Linked DNA regions of Sus scrofa: all the other regions are linked to region 1. Evidence: chromatin contacts called from public Hi-C and HiChIP or PLAC-seq data. All regions are on one chromosome and are shown on one strand. The core of a region is the stretch at or near the end of the contact, and the rest is flanking DNA. Distances in the headings are between cores, read along the strand shown.

Evidence for each region. A called contact is a pair of places that touch in the nucleus more often than the background predicts. HiChIP or PLAC-seq counts read pairs in DNA pulled down with a chosen protein or histone mark.
Region 2: an H3K27ac HiChIP or PLAC-seq map of skeletal muscle shows a contact between it and region 1, with 2.5 times the contacts expected there. The contact joins the promoter of TUFM here to the promoter of RABEP2 in region 1. A contact is called at or near these places in 2 of 47 Hi-C or Micro-C datasets (liver and skeletal muscle) and 1 of 2 datasets of contacts at active chromatin or transcription factors (skeletal muscle).
Region 3: a Hi-C map of embryonic fibroblasts shows a contact between it and region 1, with 1.5 times the contacts expected there. The contact joins the promoter of ATP2A1 here to the promoter of RABEP2 in region 1. A contact is called at or near these places in 4 of 47 Hi-C or Micro-C datasets (blood, embryonic fibroblasts, liver and 1 more) and 1 of 2 datasets of contacts at active chromatin or transcription factors (skeletal muscle).

Annotation. Positions count from the first base shown.
Region 1 is chr3:18,584,108-18,587,910 of Sscrofa11.1, reverse strand. RABEP2 (rab GTPase-binding effector protein 2) reads left to right here and starts at 1,652. Exons shown (of 11, transcript XM_021088049.1): 1 at 1,652-3,041; 2 at 3,523-3,732. The coding sequence starts at 2,699.
Region 2 is chr3:18,522,705-18,526,507 of Sscrofa11.1, reverse strand. TUFM (elongation factor Tu, mitochondrial) reads left to right here and starts at 1,803. Exons shown (of 10, transcript XM_003124515.4): 1 at 1,803-2,132; 2 at 2,236-2,430; 3 at 2,903-3,069; 4 at 3,282-3,386; 5 at 3,472-3,636; 6 at 3,755-3,803. The coding sequence starts at 2,090.
Region 3 is chr3:18,546,164-18,549,966 of Sscrofa11.1, reverse strand. ATP2A1 (ATPase sarcoplasmic/endoplasmic reticulum Ca2+ transporting 1) reads right to left here and starts at 1,974. Exons shown (of 23, transcript NM_001204393.1): 1 at 1,679-1,974; 2 at 1,330-1,347; 3 at 898-980. The coding sequence starts at 1,796.

The sequences.
Region 1 (3,803 bases), core at 403-2,902:
CAACGCCAGATCCTTAATGCACTGAGCGAGGCCAGGGATAGAACCCTGAACCTCATGGTTCTCAGTTGGATTTGTTTCCACTGCGCCACGACGGGAACTCCAACTTTCTGTCTTCTATCTCTTTTACTTCCCATCTGCATTCCACACAGAGGGTTTCCCTGTGCTTCCCCTGCTCTACAGCCTTCAGTGACTCCCAGGGCCTCAGGATACCAAGCCTCATTGCTGACTGGAGCCTGATTTACAGACATCATTTTCTCCCCTCCCCCATAAATCTTACTATATACACAGGAGCCTGAACTTTATTCTGAGGGCAAGAAGCTCTAGGGGATTTGTAAGCCATCAATAGACATGGGCAGATTTGCATTTTCTAAAATCTCCCCCCCCCCCCGCCCCCCGGAGTTCCTGTCATGGCTCAGCGGAAATTAATCTGACTAGTATCCATGAGGATGAAGGTTTGATCCCTGGCCTTGCTCAGTGGGTTAAGGATCCTGCTGTGGTGTAGGTCACAGATGTGGCTTGGATCCCCCATTGCTGTGACTGTGATGGCTACAGCTCCAATTTGACCCCTAGCCTGGGAAACTGCATATGCCGTAGGTACGGCCCTAAATAGACAAAATAAAAATAGACAAAAAAAAAAATTTAAAAATATATAAAATAAAATCCCCCCTGGCTGCCATGTGGTGGGGAAGTAGGGGGGCTGGAGGGAGGCCAGAGAGATCAGTAAGGAAAGTGTTCATTCATTCATTCACCAAATGTTTACTACTGTTTATCTGCTGGGCACTCTGTGGGGTGCTGGGGAAATAATAGGGGACTAGAAAGCCAAGATTCCTAATCTCATGGAGCTTCCATTCAAACCCTGGGGCCACACAAGGCTAAAGGGGGACAGATAATAAACAAGTTAACCAACAATTTCAGGGGAGTTCCCGTTGTGGCTCAGTAGGTTACAAACCCCACTAGTATCCATGAGGATTCGAGTTCAATCCCTGGCCTTGTTCACTGGGTTAAAGGATCTGGCATTGCCGTGAGCTATAGGGTAGGTTGCAGACCCGGCTTGGATCCAGCATCGCTATGGCTATGGTGTAGGCTGGCAGCTGCAGCTCCGGTTCAACCCCTAGCCAAGGAATTTCCATATGCCACAGGTGTGGCTTTAAAAAGTAAGCAAACAATCAAGCAATTTCAGGTGATGAGAAATCTTTAATGTGATCAAATTGTGGACAGGTGATAGAGGTGGCTGCTTTAGAGAGGGTGGGCAGGGAAGGCTTCGTTGAGCAGGTGACTTCTGAGCCAAGGCCTGGGGTGGAGCAAAACTTGGTGTGTTCAAGTAAGCTCATGTTTAGTTTTTAAGATTCTGTCACACCCTTTTCTTCTCTCTCTCTTTTTTTTTTTTTTAGGGCCGCACCCATGGCATGTGGAGGTTCCCAGCCTAGGGGTCGAATCGGAGCTGTGGCCGCTGGCCTACGCCACAGCCACAGCCGCAGCCATGCAGGATCCGAGCCGTGTCTGCGACCTACACCACAGCTCACGGCAACACCGAGTCCTTAACCCACTGAGCAAGGCCAGGGTTTGAACCCGCAACCTCATGGTTCCTAGTCGGATTCATCTCTGCTGAGCCACAACGGGAACTCCCCATCATACCCTTTTCTACAGAGGCTATCTGATTTGACATCCCCATCAAGAATACATGAGAAACCCAGTTTCATCAATTCACCAGCATTTGGTATCATGCCTCTTAAAATGTTAGCCATCATGCTAGGTGTGCAAAGGAACTTTGCTCTTCCTAATGGCTAAGATGTTGAATGTCTTCTCAGGCACACATTTGCCATCTGCAACATCAGAGAAACGACTATTTGTGTACTGTGCCCATTTTCAAATTGGATTGAACCAGATTTTAAGCGGGGATGAGACGTGATCTGCTTTACAAAGATCACTCTAATTGCTTTGATAATTAACTAATGGGGCCGAAAGGGGACACAAGGGGAGCAGAGGCAGTGTGGAAGTTCAGGAGAGAGATGATGGGTACTGGGGTTGGGTGTTAGCGCTGGGGATGAAGACAAAGGAGTCCATTCTGGAATATTTAGTGCTTTGGAGGTACAGTTTACACGGCTTGCAGGAGGACACGAAAAACCGCCTGGTGTGTACTTAACAGAGGAAGAAACAGGTTTGGGAGAAGGGGAATCAAGGCTTGAGACGTAAGTCTGAGCTGCTTGTCACCAGCCAAGGAGAGATGTCGGGCCGGCTGTTGGAGGGAGAGGTCACATATATAATGAGAGCTTGACCCAGGGCAGTGGCCGAGAGAGGAAAGGAGGGATTTGAAAGGCACTGGGAGGGGAGGAGGATTAGCAGGAAGCGGTGACTGGCTGAATATCAAAGTGGGGGTGGGGACATGGAAGTTTCTGACTTCTACGACTGACAACGCGGGGACCCAGGCGCCCAGAAAAAGTGAAGACGATCCAGCAGCCCTGCCCCGAAGAACGCTCCACCAGAGCAGAGGTGCAGGAAGGTCCGACCACAATTGGCTGTAACGTGATCCAAGCTCCGGCGGAAGGGTGGCCAGGGACGGATCAAAGGGGCCGGTTCCCGAGCGCAGGAGAAACCACAGGAACTTCGCCCTCCTTAAGCCGAGGCCAGCGGGCGTTTCAGAGGAGGTGTAATTTAAGCCCAGCTTCCAAGGTCACGCGGAGACGCCACAAAGCCTTCGATGAAAGAACTTCTTCGGGGTTTGAAGGACAGGTGTCCTTCTTCAACAGCGCGGCTCAGGAAAGAGAGCGAGAAGGGGCGGGGCCTGGGCCGCTGTCCGGCTTCGGCTTCGACTCGGAAATCTTCGGCCGAGGCTCGCCATCCCCCCCCCAACTCCGGCCTCTGCCTCGAGCCCAGGACCGATCCGGAAACAGCCGAGCGGATCCGGAAACAGCCGAGAGGACCCGGAAGCTGTGAGCGCCGTCACCAGGCAGTGCGGGAACCCGCCGTTTGCGCTGAGGCGATGGCGGCAGCTGCGCCGGCGGCCGCGGGCGAGGATGGCCGGCGGCGACAGCCGGGGACCGGTACGTGAGGGTGCGTCCATGCACGCGAGGGGCGATGAGGCTAGAGGCGGGGCCGAGCTCCGCGCGGGTGGATGGGGGGGTGCTGAGGGGAGCCTGGAGAAAGGGGCGGGACCACGCCGCCAGGAAAGAGGTGGAGGGGGCGTGGCCTAGCGGCTCAAGGGGGAGGGCCAGTGGCAGGTTAGAGGTGGGGCCAAGAGGGGGAGGGGAGGGGCCAGGTGGACAGGGGGCGGAGCCTCTGGGAGAGAGCTCGGGGGTCGTGTCAGAGAAAAGGGGATTGGGTGAACCGAGGGAGGAAGAGGCGGGGTTCTAGACAACACGAGGCAGTGGTAGGTGAGAAGAAGGCGGGGCCAGGTGGGCGGGGCGGGGCTAGAGTGAAGGTGCCAGGGCCACGGCTGCAATAGTAAGTTGCAGGACTTGCAGATTTGGGATTGTTGGGGATCCGAGAGTGATGCGAAGGGAGGCTGATTCCTGTCCTCCACAGCGCTGGACCCGCAACTCCAAGAAGGGGCAAAGCTTGAGGCCGAGTCAGGGGAGCTCGACCGGCTCCGGGCTGAGCTGGCAGGCGCCCTGGCAGAAATGGAAACCATGAAGGCTGTGGCAGAGGTGAGCGAGAGCACGAAGGCCGAGGCTGTGGCTGCAGTGCAGAGGCAATGCCAAGAGGAGGTGGCCTCGCTGCAGGCTATCCTGAAAGGTGAGGCAGGCACTCCTCCCAGACTCTTTCAGCCCTGTAAGGGGTAGTAGTGCATGACAAGAAAGGGTCAG
Region 2 (3,803 bases), core at 554-3,053, 62 kb after region 1:
ACTAGTCGGGTTCTTTTGGGAACTCCTAATTGATTCATTTTTTTAAGCTATTTGCCATACCAGTCTTTCCTTCAAACTAATACACATTAAAATAAACATGGCGCTGGAATTCCCGTCATGGCTCAGTGGAAACGTATCTGACTAGCATCCATGAGGATGCAGGTTCGATCACTGGCCTTGCTCAGTGGGTTCAGGATCCAGCGTTGTCGTGAGCTGTGGTGTAGGTTGAAGATGTGGTTCAGATCCTGCGTTGTAGACCGGCAGCTGCAGCTCCAGTTCAATCCCTAGCCTGGGAACCTCCATGTGCCGTGAGTGCGGCCCTAAAAACACAATATTAAAATTAAAAACAACAACAACATAGCACTAGAATAGAAAGCATTAGTTCAAGTACCATTCCTAAAAATCTCACATCCTGGTAGTGGCCAACAGTGTCTTAGGATAAATTCCCAGGAGCATAGTGACTGAGGTACGGGCTGGGAACCCTTTTAATACTGTACCAGCCCTTCTTAAGGAGAGCTGATGGGTTTGGAAGGACAGGAGGACAAACATCTTGGCATGTTTCTCATTGTAAAAATGACAGTTAAATTACAGAATAGTACATTGGCTAAGTGCACACTTTCTTGGAGTTTAGTTCGGCTGGGTTCCTCAATCATCCTGATGCCAGTTTTCTCACTGGTAAAACAGAGGAAATAATATTCCCACAGAATAACATTTGGCACTTTGAATGTGAACCAATATGAAGCATTTTCACAGTGCCTGATCCATAAAAAAGCTCTAGATCTGAATTTTCCAACCTCCCCTAAGCCTAAGAAGGGTGTATATATGTATTATGAATAAATATAGCTTTCTTGTCTGTGCCCAGACACTACTGAATCATAATCTCCAAGGAGGAATTAAGGAATCTATTTGAAACAGACACCGTAAATTGAGTCTTGGGATCTGATGAGTTTCAGAAACATTAATCAAGGTTAAGCAGCTGCTATTATCCTTGCAAGGTGATGAGATGATGGATGTGAAAGTTAAAGGTCATTTGCTATCCTTGCACTCATTCATTCAGTCAACAGACATTTATTGAGCACTCACTGAGTGCCCCGCCCAGTGGTAGGTGCCAGGGACACAGCCGGAACAAGACAGGCTCAGGCTGCCCTCAAAGGCACCAGAGGCTGGTCCCTTACCTGGTCATCTATAAAACTGGGTGGCTGGGGGGGACGACGATCAAGGGAATTACTCCCTGGGCTGCTGAGAGGCAACAGGGGTGGACGGCAAACTGTCTCCGCAGGCTGCGAGCCAGGAGCGAGGGTCAAAGACCGTGGGACCTGGAGCCTTCTGGACCCCGTTCCCGCCTCCTACCTAGCTCCCTTCCTTTCAGACCCAGACGCCAGGATCTGTCCATGAAGCAGATACTACTACTTCCATTTTATAGATGAGAAAACAAAGAGTCAGCGGAGAGAAGGATCACACTAGAGCCCCAACCCCGAAAGACTCCCAGGATCGTCTTCCCCCTCAGAGTTGCAGGGCCTGGTCCTACCTCCAGCTGCGAGATCTGGCCACCAGATGAGTCGCCAGACACGCGCAGTGGGTGGGACTCCACGGGGTTCGGGGCCAGGACGTTCCTGGGTCAGCCACATCCGGGCCGCCGCCTCTGCCTCAAAGAGGGTCGAGACCGTCCTTACGTACCCAGCCTCGGTCTCCCTAACTCTCACGCTAAGTGCCCGCACAGCCTGTCGCCCTGGGAACTACAACTCCCATGAGCCTCCGGGGCGCAGGTGTGCTTTGCGGCGCTCATCGCCCCCCGGCGCCACCAGAGAGAACTGCGTGGCCCCTGAACCCGCGAAGGCCAGGGGCGTCTGGGAAACTTTCTTCATCCTTCCCCACCCCAGAGGCACCAGCGTCTTCCTGGACGTCTTCGGTCCCGAGCCCGGAAGTTGACAGGGAGGGTCATAGAGACTCGGGGCTAGAAGTGCCCAAACTTGCCCTCTCGGCCCTCACTTCCGCCGGAAGCCGCTTCCAGCCTCAATTGCCCTTTGCTTGGTGCACGCGCCGGGGTCCGTGCGCCGTACCCACTGTTCCCGGCGCTCGTAAGACCACAATGGCGGCCGCCACCCTGCTGCGCGCGACGCCCCTCTTCAGCGGTGAGGGGGCGGGGAGGGCGATGGCGGCCCGGGAGTACACGGGGATCGTCGGGAGCGGCCAGGCTCAGACCCGCGCCCTGACGCCAAGCTTCTGCCCCGGCAGGTCTCGGCGCTGGCCCAACATCACTGTTGCAGGGTCTGTTGCGGCCGCTGAAGGCCCCGGCACTGCCCCTCTTGTGCCGCGGCCTGGCCGTGGAGGCCAAGAAGACCTATGTGCGCGACAAGCCCCATGTGAACGTGGGTACCATCGGCCATGTGGACCACGGCAAGACCACACTGACCGCAGCCATCACGAAAAGTAAGCGGATTTGGGGCGGGGGGGTCGGGCATTCGGCAGCGCCCGCTCTGCAGGCGGGACGTGGCGCCGGGGAGGTGGGGCCCGCCGGAACGCTGCTGGAGGTGTTTAGCATGGGCCCCAGGAGCCTCACCTTGGGTGGGCGGTAGATTGCAAGACTGGGGAGACAAGACTTCCCGTCGAAATGAAGAACTTTGTGATGCATAAATGGGGGGACCCCGAATAGCCTCCCTCCAGCCCGGAGGAGTGCCCCGTAAAGCAGAAGCGTTACCTTAGAGACGTCCCAGGGCTGACCCTTGACGCCCTAAAAGGTGAAGTTATTTCCGTTCCAGGAGTCGAAGACGAAGGTCTTGGAAGCTTGCTTTCTCCCAGGCTGTCTCCCGTTTGGGTGGGAGGGGCCCAGAGGTGTGGTCTGAGCCCTGCCTCTCCCTCCAGATCAGATCCTTAGCTGAGAGGTGTGCTCTCCTCCCGTTAGTTTTAGCCGAGGGAGGCGGGGCCAAGTTTAAGAAGTACGAGGAGATCGACAACGCCCCAGAGGAGCGAGCCCGAGGGATCACCATCAATGCGGCCCACGTGGAGTACAGCACTGCCAACCGCCACTATGCCCACACAGACTGCCCCGGTCACGCAGATTACGTTAAGGTGAGAGAGCTGCTGGGGGCAGGCCCTGGAACTGCTCCCCCGCGCACCCCCCCCCCCATCGGGAACAATGTTAGGCTTGTGGGGAGGAGGTTAAGAGAGCCAAGATGTGTGGGTTTGAGATCATGGATTTGGGGGCCTGGCCAGTGGAGGTGGCAGGGGGAGGTGGGACCCCAAGTCACTGAACTACAGTTTTCTCTCCTTTCCTCACCCAGAATATGATCACAGGTACTGCCCCGCTGGACGGCTGCATCCTGGTGGTAGCAGCCAACGACGGCCCCATGCCCCAGACCCGAGAACACTTACTACTGGCCAAGCAGGTACCCAGAGCCAGGGTATGGGTGGAAGGAGGAAAGAGGGCAGAGCCTTCACTCACAACACCGTTGCTCCCTCTCCCGCCTGCAGATTGGAGTGGAGCACGTGGTGGTGTATGTGAATAAGGCGGACGCCGTTCAGGACTCTGAGATGGTGGAGCTGGTCGAGCTGGAGATCAGGGAACTGCTCACAGAGTTTGGCTACAAAGGGGAGGAGACTCCGATCATCGTGGGCTCTGCCCTCTGTGCCCTTGAGGTGAAGGCGGGGTCAGGCCGGGCATCCCGAGCTCTGCTCTGAGTCTGGGGAGTGGCTCTCGGCAAGTTAAGGGGAGCAGAATGGAAGTTTCAGGGTCCTGTCTACCTCCCGCCCGTAGCAACGTGACCCTGAGTTAGGCCTGAAGTCTGTGCAGAAGCTGCTGGATG
Region 3 (3,803 bases), core at 725-3,224, 38 kb after region 1:
CAACAGCCCCAGGCAAATGTCAAGGAGCAAATCTGAGAAGGAGAAGGGAGGCCCTGCCAGCTAGTACTCAGGGGCCCACGGGGCCTCCACTATAGAGACCAGGGGACACGGGGACTTTGGGGCCTCCAGAGTCTTGTCTTTGAGAACTAAGATGTTAAGGAAGAAACTCTCAAATGCAGGCTGGATGCTGGGATGGTGGGTGCTGAGGGGAGCTCCAGGGCAGGAGAGGTGCCAGGGCCTTAAGAGGGCGGTGGGGGCGGCCCTGAGGCTGTGAGGGGGAAGGGTCAGGTCAGGTCAGGTGGGTGAGGAGGGGGATCCCGGAGTTCCAGCCCCGATGGGGGGAGTTGGGAGGCGAAGCTCAGAGACAGATGAGGGGTCTGGGCCATTAGGTGCTTTTGGAGTCACCCTGGCACCAGCCGCTTTTTCCCGCCTCTGGGAGGGAGTCTTTGCTTCAACCAATCAGCGCCAGGAGGGCGGGGCCGGGGTGTCAGGATGCTCAGGGATTGGTGGAGCGGTTTGTGCGTCCCGCGGCATGCCGGGAGCAGTGGTGGCCTGGGAACCTCAGCGGCGGCGTGTGAGCCGTGGAGCCCAGCCGCGGAGCGCTTAGGGGGGTAACCCGAGACCTCGGAGCCCTTGAAGCTCCGGGGGCGGCTTAGCTTCAATGTTTTGGCTGAGAACACCCTAAAGCTTAAAATAAAACCTGCCTGTGGGGTGTGGGGGAGGACAGAGGAATATGCAAATCAGCGTCACCCCACCTCTCTCGGTTCTGGTCTGGAGAATAGGATGCTGAAGGCTCGGACTAGAGGAACCCATGATTTGGAGCCGGTCGCCAGCAGACTCTCCAGATCCCCCCAACCCACAGCCCCAGCCAGCCCCCAGAGGCCCTCCCACACTTACAAAGGAAATGCAGGCGGCCAGGAGAAGGATCCGCACTAGGAGGTCTTCAAACTGCTCTATCACCAGCTCCCACAGGGACTTCCCTGGGGGAAGAAGCAAGGGGAGGGAGCCCTCGGGGTTAAGGTCTAACAGATGACCGGCTGGGACTCTGGGTGCAGGCTGGGATCCAGCCTGGAGCAGAAAGGGTCTGTGGTGATGGGCAGGCCATTTGATGCTGAGAAAAGGGCTGAGGGAACAGGCCAGGAGTCCAAAAACAGGCTCCTCCAAGGAGTGGGCAGTTGTTCAAGGGCTGGATGCCTCAAGGAGAAAGTGCCCGGAAACTTCTGCCCCGGGCCAGGCTCTAACCTTTGGGGAGGAACATTTGTCCCAGGAGTCAGAAGGAGAGGGCAGGAAGAAGGGAGTGGGGCACAGAGGGGAAGAGGTGGAACTTACCTTCCTCAGCAGGGAGCTCTGCCCAGAGAGAAAGAAGAAAAGGACACATTCATTTGGCATTCAGTGCAATGCCGCCCGCACCCAGGACTTTGTGGCTAAGGTAAGAGAATCAGGCCACCAAAAGGGCAGCTGAGGTTCACCAAGGTTATCCATAGAACTTCTCCAATCTCTGGGTCTCAGGGACCCTGTTTTCTCAGTATCCTCCCCTCCCCTGCAGTCATTGGTCCATGACCTGTCTCCTCCCTAGGATCCCCTGGAGCGCAAGGCCCTGGTGTGTGAGTGTGAGTCCATGTGTGTGTTGTGCAGATGCGGGAGGGCACGACCGGCCTCTCCTGCAAGGGACACTTACCATTGTGGCCGTATTTCTCCAGATGCCGCTTAACTTGGTCCGGGGTGAGGCCTGTGGTCTCGCTCACCCCAAAATAGGCCAAACATTCTTCTGTGGTCTTGGAGTGTGCAGCCTCCATGGTGCTCCCTTCCTGGGGGCCAGGGGGCGGTCTGTTCCTTCTGGGGGGGTTTCCTCACGCGTGGGGGGCCTTCCTCAGTGTGTCCACCTGCCTGTCCGTCTGGGTTTCTTCCTCTCTCTCTCCTACCCCCCCCAGCTTATTCTTCCCTCCACGAAGCTCTGACCCCAGTCCCACTTGCAGCAGCCGGCCACCCCCCCCAGCCCCCAGCTGGTCCTTATGAGGGAGTGGGGGGGGCAGGCTCCCCCCTCCCCCAGATCAGGGATTGGCTGGCTGAGACTCCAGCAGGAGGGGTCAGAAGAGAGAGATATTTCTGCTGACAGAGGGGGAACAGTGGGGCTGCAGCCTGAGATGTCACTCATGAGGGAAGCTAAGGTGGCCCCAGCCCCAGGGAAGGGGGGGGGTAGGGAGAGACTTCGCTTTCTGTCTTCAGGGGTGAGCCCTCCTGAAATTGCCTCGACTTCTTCAGCTGCACTGAACTTCCTATTCCAACCTCCCCCTCTCCCCTTCTTAAGGCCACGTCTCCTCTCAGGCCTTCATCTCTCATTTTCCTGCGCTCCCTCCTTCAACCCCCCACCCCCACCCCGCTGCCTCATCCTCTCTGAACCTGTTCCTACAGCCACAGTCTCCTCCTTCCTTAGTTTGTGGAAAAGGCAGCAGAGATACTCCAACCCTCCAGGACTTGAAAAGAGGGAGAACATCCTTTGGGGGTGAGAGGAAGTGGCTCTAGAGGGACCAGGGGAAGGAAGGAGGGGAGAGGGTCAGGGGACAGGGCAGAAGATGGTAACCCTACCCTAGGGAGGGCTTGCTGCAGCCATCAACAAGGGATTTAGTGTCCAGGCCCTGGTGACCAAAGCCAGGACGGCCTGTCTCTCCCCCAACCCCCCCCCCACGCCCCATTGCTCTAAGTCAGCCTCTGGGAACGGAGCCTTTGGGCCCCCCCATCCCTGACAGGGAATCCCCCCCCTACCAAGAAAATGGGATACCCAGACAGCCGGGTAATCCAAGAGCCTACAGAATGTGCTGATGGCAGAGGGGGAGGGATCAATGTTTCCGAATGGGGGCAGGGGTCACCCTAAGTCACAGAATGAGGGTCACCTCATCCCACCCCAGGCAGTCTTTGAAATGCGGGGTTTACGTGGCAGACCCCAGGTGGCGTAGCTGTGCTAGCAGACAGCGAGCGAGGACCAGCGCTGCATGCTCAGGTGCTGGGCACACCCCGTGGGCAGAGGCCGGAGGAAAGGGGCATCATGGCAAGGGGCCCCTGGGGGAGGGGGTAAAGCAGAGGCTCCAGACTAGAGGAATGGCCGGCAGGCAGATTGATGGGGACAGGTCTAGGGGAAATAAGGACAGACAGAGCAGGGGGCAGAGAGACGGGGCCGCGAGGGTCAGAGGGAAGTCTGAGGAGCGGTGGGGAAAAGGGACGGCAGGGAGCTGGCATGTGGCAGCCAGGTGGGTGGGGGCCCAGGGCTGGGTGCAAAGCCACAAGTTGTTGCTGAACGGCTGGCCTGGGTATCAGCTTCCTCGGAGAAGCAGCTGCTCTAACGCCAGCCCCACCCCCACCTCTGCTCCAGCAGCATCGGGGCATCTTTTGGTTTGCAACGAGGGCAGCTGCGGCAGGAGCAGGAGCACACGGAGGGTAGCACGGGGTGTGGGCAGGGGAGGAGGAGGGCAGAGAGAGGAGAAAGGGTCAGGGAGAGAATGGGAAGAGGTGAGGGGAAGCAGCGGCCTCGGGGCCCTGCCCTCAAGTCCTTCCTTGGTCTAGGCTTTGGTTTCCTGAAATGAACAGGGAGGCGGATGGACCGCGGGGTTCTCAAGGCTGCTTCTCTGTCTGGTGCTCAGGCTCCTAAGTAGGCAATGGCCTAGGAGACAGCGGGGCAAAGGAAAAGGAAGCCCCGCTTTTTTTGGGGGGGGGGACGGTGACTGAGCCAGCAGGATGGATGGCACTGAAGGACTCAGCCCCCCCCCACCATAGCCATCCTTTCTTCTGCCTGGATGGGGGGGTGGCGG